Linked DNA regions of Rattus norvegicus: region 2 is linked to region 1. The links are chromatin contacts, called in public Hi-C maps. All regions are on one chromosome and are shown on one strand. The core of a region is the stretch at or near the end of the contact, and the rest is flanking DNA. Distances in the headings are between cores, read along the strand shown. Region 1 holds the start of Tlr3 (toll-like receptor 3). Region 2 overlaps Fam149a (family with sequence similarity 149, member A).

Region 1 (3,045 bases), core at 149-2,648:
CTGAACAACTGAGAAAAAAAATGGGAAAGTAGTTTGACTTATGCAAAGACATGTTTCAATCAAACAAACAAAAATACAGCTAACATATGAAAGGAGAATGAAGAAAAAGTTACTACTGACTGATTCTTAATGAGAGGCAGGGAGGAGCGGGAGAGAGAAGATCTTGATTTTGAGAACGTATTTTTGAAGATACATAGAATTATATTTCTTCATTCAAGGGAGAGGCTGCATGTATTATGGCCAAGGCGAGAAGTGTGGGGAGAGAATACCTGGAGTTAGCCATGATTTGTAGCCTGGCTTATAACCTTTGCAATATCAGATACGTATCAGCACATAATCACATTATAAAGTCGTGAGAAGAGCTTATGATAACTTCCCTATCTTGAAGGTTGACTGATTTCTCTCCATAACGTCTCAGCCTGGTTTCTGGCTTTACTATCCAACTTCCGGAACAGCCTGCCCTCCTCTCCTGTCCTCCTTCTTTATTCTATAACAGAAAGCGATTGGCCAGTTCCTAGACACATCTGAGAATTCTTCCTTTCTCAAGAACATTGTCATAGAATGCCGGATCTTCCTTTCTAGGCAACTAAATAGAGAGGACTTTTTAACCTTCTAGGATTTTGTTTTTTTAAGGCAAAGGTGATTTAAAAACAAAACAAAACAAAAAAGCATTTTAATTACCTTTTAGTATAATTCTTTTACTTACTTTATAATGAATTTATACAATACACTACACATACATGTGTTTTTTAATCTTGTTTACCCCTTATGCTCCCTCAGAGCCACCCTCACCCCCTTCCTAAAGCCTTTTATAAAACTCGGGAAGCTTTCTTGAAGTATCTTTCCAAGAGAAGTCTACAGAGGAAGCATTTTTGTTGCTGCTGCTGTTGTTTTAAACACTGCTTTCTGCATTTGGCGTTTCACCACAGAAATCAGATTTTGTTGCTAAATTTACATTTGGAATTATGGTGCATTTCTCCCCTCATACCTGTAGCGTCTTCTGTCTTCTTTTCTTTCCTGACTGTGACTCGGGCAGTTTTACTTCCCCGATAGAGAACTGGTGTGTTAACCTCAAAAGCCAAGCACATTCTGATTTTATCCAGCCTGAGATCCTGCATCGCCGTAGTTTTCATTCAGACTTTTTTTTTTAAATCAGACATTTCCTTCCATCCTGAAAGTGAAACTGAAGTTTAAAAAAAAGAGAGAGAGAGAGAAAGGAGAGAGGAGAAAGGTTATCATGATTAAAGAAACACAGGATATTTTCAGCGAATAGTTAAATTGTTATTGAACTGTTACCCTTTTTGTTGTTGTTGTTGTTGTTGTTGTTGTTGTTTGCTTGTTTCTTTTTAAGGACCTCCTGGAATTCATAAACTGACCTTTAGGGAGAAAAGTGTAAGCAGAGGAACCCGTGGCTGGCTGGCTGTAAGCGGAACTCTGGGAGTCAATAAGTTCCTGGCTTCAGAGTCGAGCCCTCTGCAGTGACTTTCAGATCCTTGCAAACCTGTGTAAGTTAAGTAGTACATGGTTAGAGGCTTGGGACTGCAAGCCAGAGCGTAGGTGGGGATCGGGGCAAAGTGTGAGGGGCCCCCGGGAACAAGCCGTGGGCTAAACCAGACATGCCTAAACAAAGCGAAAGTCATTCACTCACCTTGCTTTCTTTTCTTCGCAAAATGAGTAAAGTCTGGGTAAAAATGGTCATCCAGTTTTCCAGCAGGAAATGTTGAAGACATATAGGACACAGGAAGTCCGGCCTCAAAAGCAGTAACAGGGAACTCTCAGAAACAAATGGGGCGGGGTGGGGTGGGGGGGATAACAATGGGGGAAGGGACAGGGGAGGGAGAGAGGAGTTCCATCCAGCACTGGCTGTCACAAAGAACCTTTCTTGCTCAAGCAGGCCCAGTTTTCCACAGAATCCACAAATTAGGCATCAGTAGGCATCAAACATATTCGGTTCAGATTAACTCCTTCCTCCTCGATTAGCTTTGAGGTTTTGGTTAAAGAAATGTAATTGCATGAGAATGAACTCGGTTTTCCTTTCATTACAGATGAGCAATGACAGGATATACCACCAGGTTGAGATGTAGTTTAAAAACGTGATAAAACATACAAGAAATGGGAGAGCACCTGACCTGATTTCCTCATATTGAAGCCTAGAGAGGGGAGAGCCTGAGAACTCACCACAATGATTCCTTTTGTTGACTGAGGCTGAGGTGAAAGTGGGAAAGGTGAATGCACACAGAAGTGAAAGTAAGAAGTAACTTTGTATCCTAGTGCAAATTGCCCTTCCGTGGCGTGGCCCCAACTGGTTACTCCCTGTGGTTACCTCCTGCTCACACCTTTCTTTCACTTGTAATATCTTCAGTTCCACACCATAAGCAAGCAGTTGTCCTCAGTTGTCCTCTGCATTGATCCCCTGGAGGCCAACAAAGCATTAATAGTCTTTCACCTATGCGGGTTCTTTGAAAACAGGTCAGGCTGCATTTTTGTTGTTATACTTCTCCCGCCACCATTCTGCAGAAGAGCATGACTTTTGCTAGCCTCTGAAGGACTAGTCTCCTGACAGAGAATCAGCCATTGTGTGGCCCTCTCCTACACTGACTCTTGGCTTGGCTAGCTTTGACCAAGCGGATATCAGCATGGAGCCGAGTTTGATTGTGAATCCGTTGTGGAGGTCTGATGAGTGCCTCTATAGTTGAGACTCGTCTTCTTGGAACACCAGTCTCTCTCAGGCTTCATTGGCATCTCAGGCTTCAATGTTGTACAATCAGAAGCCCAGATTAGGTGTGCAATGGACATTGGGAAGGGAATATACATGCTCACTGAGCAAGCACTTGGGAGATGGCTAACATCGATTCTTTGGATGCGTGGGAGACAATCCTCCAAACCTCATGAACATACTGCAGCTTCTTCAAAAATGACCTTGAATGACCTTCTTCAGCAAGTTCTGCCCATGTTCCAAAGAAGCTGCAAAAACATATTGCTACCATTTTACCCATAGTGATATGCTATGGATAAGCATAATATACTTCCTCTGCGATCTATAAT
Region 2 (3,045 bases), core at 245-2,744, 62 kb before region 1:
TGCTCAATTATGCATAGCTTTTGTCCTGACTCCTATTTCCTGAGGGTTCCGTCCAACACCTGAATGGTTCCATATTCATTTATTTCTATGGCATTCAGTTCACATCCACCTTTGTTCCAATTTCAAAGTCTAGAACGACGCTTCCTGCTTCAGTGATGAAGTGATAAACTTCTTCTTATTCAGTGGATCTAGACGGCCCACCACTGCCCAGAAGACAAGTGAATGCACCTTTATAAGCACAACTATACACACACAGACACACACACACACACACACACACGCGCGCGCGCGCACACACACACACACACACACACACACACACACACGCACAAACACTCGGCAACATCAATGGTGAGTGGTTCACTGTGCCAAATGCACCTTAATAATAGGTGTTAAAAATAAAACCTTCTCAAATATGAAATTATTGTTAAATTTGAAAATTATACTTAGTACTTGCACTAAACGTCTTATTCTTTCCCCCAATTACTATCCAAGGCTCTGATATGAAAATATTGTAGCCCAATGCTCAAAAATTCCAATAGATGGCGCCACATCCCTTTTTGTCATTAGACTCCTTCCATAGACCGTGTTTTTTGTTGTTGCTTTATCTGTTAAGGTTTTGTTTGTTTTTCAAGATTTAGGATTTATTAGATTTTCATTCCGGAAGAGATGGGGAATCTTGTTTAGATCAGAAACCACTCTTTCTGTGGCAATTACCTGGCAAACACAGCACACAGGAAGTGCCTCCTCTACGGAGGGAGAGCTTTCAGTTTGTCAGGCAAATAGGACCGGAAGCTTCATATTCTAATTCTTTTTTTTTTTTTTTGGTTCTTTTTTCCGGAGCTGGGGACCGAACCCAGGGCCTTTCGCTTCCTAGGCAAGCGCTCTACCACTGAGCTAAATCCCCAACCCCCATATTCTAATTCTTTTCATGAAACCTATCCTGAGTGATGCTCCTCTCCCATACAGAAGAGAAAAGCAAGGTCAGCAACATTGTGTAAATTGTCAGGGGCAAGCCGTTTTATACAAACTGGCCCAGTCTGGCCTCATATATTTACTTTATAAAGACTCATCCCAAACTCATGGGTCTGAATTGCGTTGGAGTTCTTTTCCTTGTATGCTTCTTTTATCTATAAACAACAAATATGTCCCACAACGTTTACTAACATTTCGAAAGCATGTTCCGTATGTCAGGCCCTGCTGTAAGTGCTTGGTATAAGAGAGTATACTCATGTTTCACCCCCGTTTATTGTGAAGGAATAAAACGGAAAGGAAAGGATCTGACTGCTCCTAGGTATGGTGGAGGAGAAACTTTATTATAGACACGTGGGCGAGCATAGTCAGAGACAGAACATCTGGGAGAATCCAGAGTGATCATGACAGGAGAGGGGGGAGGGGAAGGGATAAGAGAGAGAGGAGAACCTGGTGCAGTAGCCAGGACACCAAAGGTACAAAAAGGGCAGGCAGCCAAAATAGCTGGATTAAATAGGGAAAATCCTCTGGGCAAAGGGCAGCCCAGTCTCTGGGCTGGAGAGTTCAGGTTAGGGGGCAGGGTGACAGCCATACCATACCGTGGAACAAGTAGGAACTGAGGGATGCTGGGAGAACTGGAAGCGAGGTCTGTTTTGATATGCCAAGGAAGTGCGTCAGTTGTTTGTCTGGGTTTGAAATTTAACATTGTCGTCCCCTGTGGAATCAGGACAAATAGGTTCTTTGGTCCTCGACTGGGCCAGGAAAACCAGAAGTGTTACAGCCCTTAGAAGGGAAGCAAGGAGGTTTGGGTGGCCGGGGTACTGAGTCTGGTCCAATACTGCAGCGGCGCCAGTGCCTGCGACAGGAGCGACTGTGGCTGGCAGTGGTGGGCGGTGGTGAGCCTGACCAGTCAGGCAGGTCCAAGGTCCACTGATAAATGCTTCAGGAGAGAAACCTCTTCCCCAAGTGTTTACATCTCAGTAAAACAGCCACTCTCAAATGATCCTCGGCAAAAAATAATGTATGCACTTTATTGCATGTGGTTAGGGACTTTATAAACATTGAGGAGTAGGGCGGGGTCCAGGGGTAGATGCTTGCCTATTGGCTCAGTTTGAGATGCTCTATTTGCATAGGGAAGGACTCCGGGTGAGTGTTTTCCCTTCCTGACAGATTGGCAAGGTCCTCAGTGGGGTGTCATGACTATGTGTTCCAGAGCAGGTAGAGACAGACAGGGAGACGACATCCCACTCCTACTGTTCTCAATGCTGAGATTCACCGAGTCTGAGCTCACTTAACCTGACTAGTTCTTCTGTCTGGTGGCACGGTCCATCGGCCCCACAAACACACTGAGGGTTGCGGTGATTAGTACCACCCTGCAGGTCAAAAATCTGAGGCAGAGAAGGTGATGGCTGGGAGATGGTAATTGCAAGGCGTAATCAACGTGTAATTCAGTCTGCAGGGTATACAGCCCGAGCCCGCTCTGGGCGATAGGAAGACTCTGTGGGTTCGATTATTTAGCAACAAATGAATTGCTAACCTGAGAAGTGATCACATATGAAAAACTGTAAGACTTGTTATAAAGAACGAGAAAAAAATTTAAAATTCCATGAAGTTCACTATTTTACCCAAGATCACAGAAAGATGCAAGGTTAGTATATTACTCACGATAAAACACATGGCCAAACTCTGAAAAGAGAGGGTGAAATCTATAAAGGACATTAGTCGTTGGACAGAAACACGATATTGTCATTAGTACGACGCTTTATCAGAGAAATGGAAAATTCACATTTCAATTTAGTACATTGGAAAAATGAATTCAATGGAGTTCTGTAAGACCCATTTTTTTCCCTTGAATTTTGAGATTTATTTTATCAGGAGACCATGGAAGAAGAAACAACACAAAATAGATTTATGAAAAACAAAAACAAAAAACAGTTCGAATCCTCAAGTTATAATGTAAATATAATCTAATTTTTCTGACTTTTTGCATTGCTGAGTTTTATTTCTTCCTGTCAAAGGCTCAGCTGAACACCACAGATTTGTAGAGATTCCTAGGCTGATGATGACTGTATG

The links. Hi-C and Micro-C count contacts between places; a contact is called where the count stands out from the background.
Region 2: a Hi-C map of liver shows a contact between it and region 1, with 3 times the contacts expected there. The contact joins the enhancer-like site here to the promoter of Tlr3 in region 1. A contact is called at or near these places in 4 of 12 Hi-C or Micro-C datasets (hepatocytes, kidney, liver and 1 more).

The regions. Positions count from the first base shown.
Region 1 is chr16:53,553,269-53,556,313 of GRCr8, reverse strand. Tlr3 (toll-like receptor 3) reads right to left here and starts at 1,398. Exons shown (of 7, transcript NM_198791.2): 1 at 1,297-1,398; 2 at 989-1,183. LOC134482381 (a long non-coding RNA gene) reads left to right here and starts at 1,366. Exons shown (of 2, transcript XR_010058394.1): 1 at 1,366-1,505; 2 at 2,046-3,041.
Region 2 is chr16:53,614,975-53,618,019 of GRCr8, reverse strand. All of the region lies in intron 1 of Fam149a (family with sequence similarity 149, member A), which reads right to left. Among named protein-coding and RNA genes, the nearest start is that of Fam149a, 29 kb to the right of the region's middle. Within about 2 kb of position 1,494, at least 11 of the 93 cell types and tissues checked have an H3K27ac peak or open chromatin away from gene starts, as enhancers often do. A contact at or near this core is called in hepatocytes and liver, where this site is marked.